2 separate regions of the Mus musculus genome follow, and region 2 is linked to region 1. The links are chromatin contacts, called in public promoter capture Hi-C maps. All regions are on one chromosome and are shown on one strand. Each heading gives the region's core, a stretch centred on a gene start, on an enhancer-like site or on the middle of the called end of the contact. The rest is flanking DNA. Distances are from core to core; before and after follow the strand shown. Region 1 has its middle 32 kb from the start of Gm45913. Region 2 holds the start of Coq2 (coenzyme Q2 4-hydroxybenzoate polyprenyltransferase).

The links. Promoter capture Hi-C pulls out the DNA fragments that hold promoters and counts their contacts.
Region 2: a promoter capture Hi-C map of pre-B cells shows a contact between it and region 1, with 2.3 times the contacts expected there. The contact joins the promoter of Coq2 here to the enhancer-like site in region 1. A contact is called at or near these places in 1 of 39 promoter capture datasets (pre-B cells), 3 of 484 Hi-C or Micro-C datasets (the Ba/F3 cell line, the N1E-115 cell line and pro-B cells), 1 of 115 datasets of contacts at active chromatin or transcription factors (large pre-B cells) and 1 of 9 other capture datasets (pancreatic islet).

The regions. Positions count from the first base shown.
Region 1 is chr5:100,331,648-100,337,459 of GRCm38.p6, reverse strand. No RefSeq gene overlaps it. Among named protein-coding and RNA genes, the nearest start is that of Gm45913, 32 kb to the right of the region's middle. Within about 2 kb of position 3,674, at least 35 of the 459 cell types and tissues checked have an H3K27ac peak or open chromatin away from gene starts, as enhancers often do. A contact at or near this core is called in the N1E-115 cell line, pre-B cells and pro-B cells, where this site is marked.
Region 2 is chr5:100,671,736-100,677,547 of GRCm38.p6, reverse strand. Coq2 (coenzyme Q2 4-hydroxybenzoate polyprenyltransferase) reads left to right here and starts at 3,292. Exons shown (of 7, transcript NM_027978.2): 1 at 3,292-3,559. The coding sequence starts at 3,307.

The sequences.
Region 1 (5,812 bases), core at 2,425-4,924:
ATTACAATACAAATATACAAATACAAAATATAATTTTATTTATACTATTTATTTATATTTATATTAGTATATAACAATACTATAGTAGCATATATAATTATTACATATAATAATTATATGTGTAATATAATGATATATGTTATAAATATTTATATTATAAATAAAATATACTATTTATGACATATTTAATCATATATATTATTAAAGAACCACATTTAATTATTGGGTGTGCTTGGCAAACATGTGGAGGCCGTAGGACAACCTGGGGAGTCAGTTCTCTGGTTCCACCCTGTGGATTCAGGGATCAAACTCAGGGGGTCAGGCTTGGCAGCATGAGCCAGCTTGCTCTCCCACAGATTATCTTGTAATGGCAGTGTAGAGCCGCAAGGCTTGCACGTAGCTCATGTGAGTCCTTCCTTCGATGCTCTTATTTGCCGTGCTCCATCTTAGCTCACTCATCCTCCTGCAGGGAAGGTTTGATTTGTGTGCCTGTGTCATATAGCTGTGAAGCGAGTCCCAGTTCCCCACTCCCTCATAGCTTGGGTATCAAGGCTTAGTCCCCACTGTGGCGATCAGAGGTGGGGCTTAAAGGATGAGATTGGACCCTGAGAGCACAGACCGAATCTGCCTGTGGATCCGCCTGTGGAATCCTAACCAAGTGGATCATTAGGCAGTTTTGGAAACTGTGGAAGGTGGGGCCCGGTTACAGGAAGTCACTGCTGATGCTGCACCGAGCACGGTATGCCTATGAACACCTCTCTTTTGCCTTCCTCCACGGCATTTCTGCCTTGTCATGGGCCTGACAGCTGTGAAGCCTGCAGGTATTAAAGCCAAAATTAAAAAAAAAAAATGTTTTCATGGTTTTATAAATCTGTCTTAGGTCATCTATGTTTCTTTCATTAACATATCACTTTAGGTGGGTTATGTTCTGAGCGTTTGTCACAGGGACAAAAGTGACCAACACAGCACCCTTCCTTACCTGTCTCCCCAGGCTCTACCGAATGGGGGAACTCCTTTACCAACATGAGCTGAAGCTGTGCTGTGCTCGTCTGTGCCCAGGGGGCTAGGGAAGAAGTTAGCGCCCAGCTCACAGTTCACCCACGTTCTATTGATTCCGTTTCTGTCATAAAACGTCGACTCTTCTGTAAAGTGCTGACATATTTATGGGTCTGGGAAAACATTGCTTGCTCTGCTCACGTCAGTCCCCTGACTAATCTGTGTTAGTGCAGTGGCTTCTTATTAATTTATTAACCTTCAGTTCTATTAAAAGGCAGATCGTGAGAGCAGCAAGGAATCTTGATGGTGCTTCCAAGTCTCACTCTGCTGTCACACTGGCTGAGGACCACAGAGACAGAGGTTAGGAGTCTGGAGGCTTTGCTCTGGACCACAAATGTCCTCAGAGCTGGGCTTCATAAGCACTTTCCAGTCAAGATCCCTTTGTATTCAAGCAACCATTACACAGCCCCAAGGATATAGCTATATAAAAGAGGCCTACAAATCAAACATTCCCTGATAATAAATCATAAAGAAATTTACTCTAGACAACTCTTTATTATACAGATAATCTTCCTGTTTGTTAAATATAAAGGCAAATTTGCATGCTAATGAGACAGAAATGCTTGTTTTTCCATACAGAGCAGAATCTTGGCTGAATATTTGAGGCGTGGGTGGGGACATCTTCCGCCCATCTCAGAGCGTGCCAATAGCTGATTTTATAATCATCAACGCTGAGAATGCCGTTTCACATGAATACATAATACAAAGTGGCAGAAATAGGCTTAGGGCCATTTCAGAAACTGTGGTAATTCCACCCTAACCCCAAGACATCAGCCTGTAGAACTTTGTTCTCTGTTATCACCAGGAGGGTTCCAGACTGTCCTTATCCACTGAGCTATCTCACTAGCAAACAGAAAAATTTTAAAATCAAACATTCTAGTGCCTTCTACCACATGTAACTAACTTCTTTTTTTCTTCTTTTCTTTTTCTCTTCTTTTTTCCCTTTCTCTCCTCACCTTCCTTAAACTTTATAGCATGTATTTTGTGGGTGTTTGTGTGGGCATGGACGTTCCATAGCCTGAATGTCGGAGGTCAGAGGGTTTTCTGCAGCTGCTTCTTGCTTTCTGTGGGTCCTGGCTCTGAACTCTGGGCACCCGGCTTGGTAGCAACTGCCTTTACCCATTGAGCCACCTCTCCTGCCCTTCTGCTTTCACGATGAGTCCTGGTGTCTAGGAGCTGAGGGAGGCCTTGGACTTGCTATGTGGCAGAGGCTGGCCTTGAACTCTCTACCCTTCCTCTTCTTCCCAAGGGCTGGGATTGCAAGCACTCACCACCACACTTGACTTTACCTCTCCTAGGAGACTCTCTGTTCTGTAGGACAAGGTGCAAAACTCATTTAAAAAGGCATTCATTCAGTCGTGTAATCACAGTTTGGGAGGTGGAGGTAGGGAGGCTGAACAAAAGCCAGAGGCTAGCCTGGGCTACATAGTCAGATTCTATTTGAGAAACAGCCAAGGGGGAGTAGGAAGAGGAATGACATGTGGGAGGGAATGAATGGGGCAGAAGCAGTTTCCTATATTGGAATAACAAAAGGCCATCAGCTACATGGCTTAACCGGCACTGATTTGTCTCAGCTTGGAGGCTGTCTGCCCCGCGAGGTCAGGGTGCTTGCGCTGTCGGCTTCCTCTTTGCCTTCTCTTTGCTATGCAGCTAGGCTGACTCTCCACTTGCTTTTTCCTCTGCTCAGAAGCATCCTTGGTGTCTTTTTTTTTTTTTTTTTTTTTTTTTAGCAGATTCAGATGTTCACCTCTTTAAGAAAATATTCTATATTTTTATTTATGTACAATGTGTGTGTGTGCCGCATGTGTGGGTCCCTATGGAGACTGGAGGAGGGTGCTTGGATCCCGAGAGCTGGAGTTTCAGGGAGTTATGAACCTTCTGACGTGGGTTCTGGGAATGGAATTCAAGTGCTCTTGACCAGTAAGCTGTCTTTCCAGCCGTACTGAGAATACTCTCTCCTGTAAATACAATAGCCAGACTGGACTAGGGCTGAGTCTAACATCCCATTAAAAGAACTTACCTCCTTAAAGAGCCTGTCTCTAAATATACCACCTTTGGGCTTCGCAATATGAATTTAAGGGGAACACAGTTCAGCCCATACTTAGCAGCAGCTTGGATTATTTATTACAGCAGTCACAACAGTGCTTCCTGGTGTCTTTCTCGGTGTGGTAGAATAGCAGAGATGGCATCCTCCTGGTTTATGATGGCGTGAGTCACAGACACTCCCAGGAGAAGGGTTGGGAAGGATATAGGGCTGCTGTTCCATTCTGAGAACTGTGGAGGAAGGAACCAGATTCTTGCGTCCACCCAGAATGCCCTCTCTGTTGTTCTGCTGCCAGTCATATCTCTCAGATACGTCCTTTCTAACTGAAACCTGCGTATCTTTTTCCTTACGCCGACCATGGCCTCCCCTTAACCAGACCACTATAGCTATGCTTACATACTTTCTAACCTCAGCTCCCCTGGGTGTAAGATTCTGGAGTGAAGTGTAGACTTGGGAGAGGGCAGGAAGGAGGACATGTGCTGAAAAGAGGGGGCTTTGGGGTCGGAGTTACATGATCTGAAGAAAGTGCAGTAAGTCCCCAGAGAACAGATGCGCTTCCTGAAACCGCCAAAGGTGGCCACGCCTCAGCCGGTCTATCAGTGGCTGTGGGGTGTTCTTTCTTTGGGTGTGGCCAGAATCCCAGTGTCAGATGAAGGGAGAGAACCAGGATAGAATGAATTCCACTAACCCGAAGAGGAGAAGGCAAGATGAGGCTTGGGAGAACTTTGTGAATAACCTCAGTGTCAGTGGTGGGGATGTCAGATGCCACAGGCCCTGGTGACGTTGATGCGATTGGTAGCAGCAGCAGTTTGCACAGCTGGAGGAGCCGCGGCACCTGTCTTCCTGTAATGGCAGATATATGCCATGCTCTAGGTTATTAACTGCAACTGTTCTCATGAACCCAGCACTGGCTTCTGCCAACAGCAGCTCTCAGACTGGAGAAAGGTATGCAGTGAGCTGAGGGCTGGTGTCCCTGTTTAGAAAGGTTTGCAGCAGGGAAAAGCTGATATCCCAAATCCTCCAGTGACCAGGTGCCTGCTCCCACACACTCCTGCTGTCTGTGCCTACCACATTCCATTTTAGGTGTTGAGGTTATAAATGCGGGTAAAGCCAGTAGACGTCCTGTCTAGGTGAGGAGAGGCACAGTGGTGTGACAAGCGCAAATGGCGACAAGGGCTGACAGATGCTTCAAATTAACTGAGCTGATGAGGAGGTGCACCGGAGTCTGAAAGACAAGGGCTGGGGTGAACAGAGAAAGGTCCCTGCATATCACAGGACTACTAATAAAACAGAGAGGGCTGTGTACAGAGAGGGCTGTGTCCTGTGGTGCATTTGGGAGGCTGAGAAACGAATCTCAAGTTTGAGGCCAGTTTGGGACACATGGGGAGTTCCAGGCCAACCTGGGCTACACAGTGAGATCTTGTTGTCAGTGCTCTCTGTCCGGTCTTGGTGTGTTGTTTAGGGTAGACACAAGGAGGCCGGGGAACAGTGGGCTGCTTTAGTTAGAATGCTCAGGGCACCTGGTTACTCCCAGGATGCCCTGCTGTGGTCCATGAGTCGGTTGCTAAGGGCTGAGTGGGGGTGATTTTCTGCTTTGTGTAATAGACTTGGGCTCTGTACGTCTTTGTCTGATGCACCTGTTCTTTCCCATGATGCATCTGATTTTAATCACAAGCACAGCCAATCTCAGACAGGCATAAGATAGCAAACGGGGCTACTTTTTTCCCTATAAATTAATTTTGAGGACAGATTTTTGTTTTATTATGCGTGCACTGAAAACCACTCCATGCTGGGCTGTCCCGTTGTCCATACCTTCCTGATACATTCCAGAATGTATTTGACCACAGACTAGGGGTTACCAGCAGAGGGAGTTACCATGGTGTTGCTATGAGTGACCTACTTCATTGTTTAGAGCAAGATGCATGCACGTTAAGCTTGGGGTTTCCAGGTTGCTAAGTGCATTACTGGGAAAGAGGTTTGGGTATAATTCAAACTAAGCAGAATCCTGGGTTTTCAATTTGTCCCTGTGCTGGCCTGCTTCAACTGTTAAAAAAAGAAAGAAAGAAAAATGTAAGAAAGTTTTTGACGTTCAAAGACAAGCTTGATCGTGGGTACTGGATGGAAACGTGTTATGCATGGATGGCTCAGAGGAAGAGCTGTCAGCTCTGGGCCCAGGGAAGACGGGAAATTCTGAGAAATGAGTTTGACCTGAGTGTTGAGTGTGTGCTTGCTTGAGGAAGAACTCTGGCATTTGAATTTTTTTTTTAATTTTTAATTGATTCTTTGTGAATTTCACACCGTGCATCCCAATCCCACTCATCTCCCCACTCTTCATATCTGCCCTCTGACCTGGCAACCACCCCCACAAAAGAAGACAAAAACAACAAAAAACAAAGCAGATAAAAACCATCTGTGCCATGGAAGCTTCGGTGTGTCACAGCGTGTCACACGGTACACCCTTCTGCTCAAACAGCTTTACTGATGGCAATGAGTCAGCGGTCTGGTTCGAGGCCTCTGCTAACACCACTGAATTCTCACGGGACTCCTCTCAGGAATACTGTTGTTGCCCTGAGTCATGGAGATCCTATAGCTTTGGATCACCCATGCCATGAGGGTGAACTCTCCAGCTTTGTCCAGGCAAAGGGCAAGGACGGCTCTCCTGCTCTCCCACCCTCAGGGACAGCTCACCCACTTGCTGCAGGCGTGTGTGTG
Region 2 (5,812 bases), core at 2,043-4,542, 340 kb before region 1:
CCTTGCTAATCAGTCACTGCTAACCTCTGTCTCTGAACTAACATCCAACCATCACATGAAACCTTTTAATGTATTCACTTAGTCTACCAACCCCAAACTAATTGCCAGAGGATTTATTCCTTCCTTTTGGTGTGTACTATTACTTCTATGTTGGAACATGGTTCTGGGGTAATCTGAAACCGTGTTCTTGAACCACAGTCATGCATGTGGCTCAGAATAGACTCATATTCCCTGTGAAGTAAGAGGTATGGTTTTGTGTTGATGTATGCTACCTATTTAAAAATATTTGTAAATTTACTTGACTATTTTGTTAGTCATTGCTCACTGGTGCTGGCCACTGAGACTGATCTGGGTTAAATCCCTGAGATCCACATATTTGACTTCACACACATGTGAACACATGCACACCCAGACACTCACACACACATATGTGGACTCTCTCTCTCTCTCTCTCTCTCTCTCTCTCTCTCTCTCTCACACACACACACACACACACACACACACATCACTACACCCAGATGAAAATCGTTTTTTAAATTATTGAGGCAGCTGGACATGGTGACACGTGCCTTTCTTTAATCACAGCACTTGGGGAGGCAGAACAGGCAGATCTCTGTGAGTTTGAGGTCAGCCTGGTCTACATAGAGAGTTACTGGCCAACCAGAGCTACAAAGCCCAACCCAGCTTCAAAAAATGAAGGGAGGGAGGGAGGAAAGGAGGGAGGGAGAAAGGAAGGAAGGAGATGGGGGAGGGAGAGGGAGAAAGAGTCAAAGTAGTTTAGAGGCATGTACAATAAGAGGCATATGCAATACAAATTGCTGGTAAGATACTTCTAATAGCCGATAGGTGTATGAGAAAGGCACGGCCGCATGAAGACCAGTGCTCAGTTACATTACTGAATGTTAAATGCAATAACATTGAAGTTTCCCTAATCTTTCTTGTCTGCCTTGTTAGTGAGACCTTTTAAGCTCACATGCCTGTTAGCTTTTAATCTGCACCTTATCTTATTGCTCCAATGATTTTCATTATTTATTTCACCCTTGTGGTTCACAGCCTCTCCACAAAAAGAATACTTTCCAAGTCCAGGAATAGAACTTCCCAGGGCATATGAGTTTGAAACCATTTTTACCTTCTTTAAAAAACAAAAAAACACTCATGGAAGGAGTTACAGAGACAAAATTTGGAGCTGCGACGAAAGGATGGACCATCTAGTGATTGCCATATGCAGGGATCCATCCCATAATCAGCTTCCAAACGCTGACACCATTGCATACACTAGCAAGATTTTGCTGAAAGGACCCAGATATAGCTCTCTCTTGTGAGACTATGCCGGGGCCTAGCAAACACAGACGTGGATGCTCACAGTCAGCTATTGGATGGATCACACGGCCCCCAATGGAGGAGCTAGAGAAATTACCCAAGGAGCTAAAGGGAACTGCAACCCTATAGGTGGAACAACATTATGAACTAACCAGTACCCCGGAGCTCTTGACTCTAGCTGCATATGTATCAAAAGATGGCCTAGTTGGCCATCACTGGAAAGAGAGGCCCATTGGACTTGCAAACTTTATATGCCCCAGTACAGGGGAACGCCAGGGCCAAAAAGGGGGAGTGGGTGGGTAGGGGATTGGGGGGGTGGGTATGGGGGACTTTTGGGATAGCATTGAAAATGTAAACGAGGAAAATACCTAATAAAAATAAATAAATAAATAAATAAATAAATAAAACAAAACAAACAAACAAACAAAAAACCAAAAAAACCCAAAACCTCAAACATTTATTCCATGTATTTAGTTATTTAGTGTGTGTGTGTGTGTGTGTGTGTGTGTGTGTGTCTCCCACGGAAGGCCACAGACATCATGTCACAAAAGCAAAAGGTTGCTATTGACCCTCTATGGAGTTAACAGAACAGGGCAGAGAGCCATGGTCGCTCCTGCTTCATGCTAATAACTATTCTTTGGACTCAGTCTAGTCTTTACTTTTATAATGTCCTACTACCACTGCAGGACAAGTTGAAATGGGTTTGAGAGTGAAAAAGTTAGTGGACTTTAAAATACATTTTTTTCAAATAAAAAAAAAGCAATTTTAAAAAACAGCTTTATCATCCTTTCCCTCTAAAATAGAAAGCATTCGCAATGATTTTTGCATTTTAAATATTGTGTTGGGAACTCCAGGCAAATGGAAATAGTGTGCAAGTGTGAAAGAGCCTCGTGTTTGGCATGGCGGCACCTATGCTACCTGAAAGGGTGCTTGAAAATAAACAGCGTGGAGGCAACTTTTGGGAAAAGAAAGGAGCCTCAAAGGCCGCAAACCTGTAGAGGAGCTCAACTGGCAAGCAGCAGATGGAGCTAAAAGATCAAAGGACCAGCAGCGCTTCCCAGACTGCAAAGGCCAGCGCGCCCCCTGCTGCACCTTCCTCAAGCGCCAGGCCAGGATCACAGAACTCACTTCATAGGCTTTAAGGAAGGGCACCGAAAAGGATACACCACCATCTCAAAACACTAAAATCCAGATAAGCGACTTGTCCAGAGCCAGTCAGTGAGGGGTTACCGTGGAATAACACATACCAGGTACCTGCAAACATGCAACGGCCAACTATATTAACAAGGGTCGCATAAAGTTGGTTATTGTTTTGTTTTTCTTTGTTTTATTTTTCAAGACAGGGTTTCTCTGTGTAGCTCTGGCTGTCCTGGAACTCACTCTTTAGTAAGCTGGCCGAAAACGTAAAGATCTGACTGCCTCTGCCTCCCGAGTGCTGGGATTAAAGGAGTGCGCCACCACCACCTGGTTATGAAGTTGTTCTTGAGTGAAACTGCATCCTTTTTAGCTGTCAAACTTAGGTTCACCTCGAGTAAAGAATTTCCCTTAAGTATATAGATATAGATAGATATACTTAAATTCATATATATGTATATATATGAGTATATGTATATATGAATATACATATATAAAAATTTACATAATTTGATTTGGCTTTTTGTTTCCCTTTTAGTGTTAGAAGGTGAACATTCCATGTAGTTAACATTTTTGGACTTAAGTTTTTCTTTTTATGGTAGAACTATTCCATACAAATAAACAAACACTCTCCTTTTGAGTTCATTAAGAAGCCTGGAGATGGAGAGATGGCTCAGCGGTGAACAGCACCTGCTGCTCTCCTTACAGAGGACCCAGGTTTGATTTCTAGCACCATACGGCTCAGCCCGGTCTGTAAATCCAGTTCCAGGAGCGCGCGCGCCACCACTGCGCATGCCTGCCCGCGGCCCGTCGCCCTGGATGACGCCACCGACCGGCGTCCAGCCTGGCGCCATGCTGCGCTGGGGAGGCGCGGGGCTCGCGCGGGGCCTGCGGGCCGTTCGGTCCGCATGGCTGCGAGGTCCGCGCGGGCTCCCATTGGCCCTGGTGCGCAGCGCAGGGGTTCCGGGCGCGCGGGATCGGCGAGCCCCGGCCCCCGGGACGCAGCGGGGCCGAGCTCTCAGCCTGTCGGCCGCGGCCGTGGTGAACTCGGCGCCCCGCCCGCTGCAGCCCTACCTGCGCCTCATGCGCCTGGACAAGCCCATAGGTGAGTGGGGCGGGCTGGGCTGCGCTGCGCTCGACAGCCTGCCTGCCTGAGGAGCAGGGCCGCAGTGACCGCGACTCCGCTGCGATGCACCCATTGGGCCAGTCCCCTCGGGACTCGGTCAGGACCTTAGCCAGGGACACGCAGATTTTCCCTCGCTCTGAGCCGGGAGTCCCGGAGGCGGACGTTGATAATCACATATTCCCAGACCATTCCACAAACTCCAGACCACTCCTACCCCATTCAGATGTGAGCAGGTGCTCCTTTGCTTTCACGAAGCTTTTGATTGTTGATTTGCAGTTTTGAAGCATTTCTGCATTCATTAGTTTTCGATTTTTGCCTCCAATTATGTAAGGCCCAAGGGGCATGTAAGTAAGACTATTGAAATCAAGGCTCCTCGTCAGAGCCAGACCAGAAGGACCCCAAAAGTGTTACTACTGGGCTTTTTTTCCCCCTCATCACCGGTTACAAAGATTGAGAGCATCTGAACACAGCCGGGTTATCGTGCTTTAGAATTGCCCGCCAACGTAAACTCACACAAGCCTCTCTATGACCTTCTTTTTCTCAGTCTTTTTCATCAAAGTGCTCACGGACTATTGACACCTGTGACACAATATAAGCTCCGTCTGCACGCAAGGTTTCTGTCTAGTTGGTAAAACGATGCCCGGAGTTGTAGATGAAGTCACCTGGCCTTAGTGACAGAATGAGCTAGGAAAACTACCAGCTTTGAAAGAATTTGTTTCTGGCTGGAAAAGACAGTTGATAACCTAGGAAAGTATGGAAAAGTATCAGAGGTATAGGTCATGCACAGGAAAAGAAAAATAACTTACTGTCTCCAGAGTTCGAACAACTGAAAAAAATAGTACTCCAAAGGAAATGCTATATTATAGAGTAGAGAGGTCTTGGAGAAATATTTTCAAAATCCAAGGGTAGCTAAATATGGTGGCTCACATCTATAGTCTAACATCCAACGGCAGGAGGGCTGATTCAAGTTGCAAGTCAGTCTGGGCTTTATATTCTGAAATAAAAGCCAAACAAACAGACTTAGTGCTGAAACATTAAGACTAGGAGCCTGACCTGCAACCCTGGAAAGATGTAGGAAGAGGGATACAACTGAATTCCAGCTAATCTAGATGTCAGTATGTACAGTTTCAGCGTATGGAAGAACATCCAAATGCCAAACTTATTTGTTCTGCCTTTACCTATCCAGGACCCCCAACGTGGCCCCGTTTGGGTTTGGTGTTTGTTTTTGGACAGGGTCCCATATGTGTCTTTGGCTAACCTTGACCTCCTGCCTCCATTTCCCAGTTGCTAGGACTGCAGGCACTCTCCTCCATGCCTGGCTGGACCTGTTTTATTTTGCATAAGACAAGGGCTTGCTTTGTACTGCAGGTTGGCCACAAACTCCAGAGCTTGCCTCAGCGTCCAGGTGACAAAGTGGGTGGGGTGGCAGTAGCCAGGTGTCACTGTTGATATTCTAGATGTGAATGCTCCCTGTGTGGGTTTTAAGCACCGAATCACTGCAACAAGAGATTATAGACACCTATTAAATAGAAGGCAGGCCTGCCATTATTAGGGTGTTGTATAATTCAGGGTTTACACAAGCATTTTATAATTCTGTTCTTAGATTCTGGGTGACAAAGCTACAAGAGAGACTTGCAGACACGCAGGACAGATCAACAGCTGCCATTGTTTCTGTTTTCACAATTAAGCATCATTAATCTAGTGGCTGTACATCCTGCCATGTAACAGGACTCTATAAAGTGATTCTGAGCCACATTTTTGAGCCAGACCTTGTGGTTTTGAACCTTCAGCTCAATCCAGTGGAGGGACTGTGGTTAAATTACTTTCTGTCTCTGCACCGTCGTTTCTTTCTCTATAAAAGGAAAGTGCTAATGTTGACTTTAATCTACACATGGTAAATACTTTGACCATAGTGCCTTCACATAAGGGCTCCTGAGGCATTAGTCACAGAACTGGAGATTAGAGAAACGTACCTTTGTAGTTATTTGTGCTGAGTGCCTTAAGATACTGGCCTGTATGTTTTGATTCTAAATAAGACAGTTACAAGGTAAAATTCATTCTGTGAATAGTTTTGGACCCCTGCCTTGTGTCAGGAGCAGAAATTGACAGTAGAGTTCCTGGTTTAATATGTATATGTCTTGTAAGACAGTGATACAGTTATTGTTTTACTGTATTGATGTTATATCTACTTACTTTCATAGAGCAGTATTAGTCGTTGTGTTTTAGAAGGCA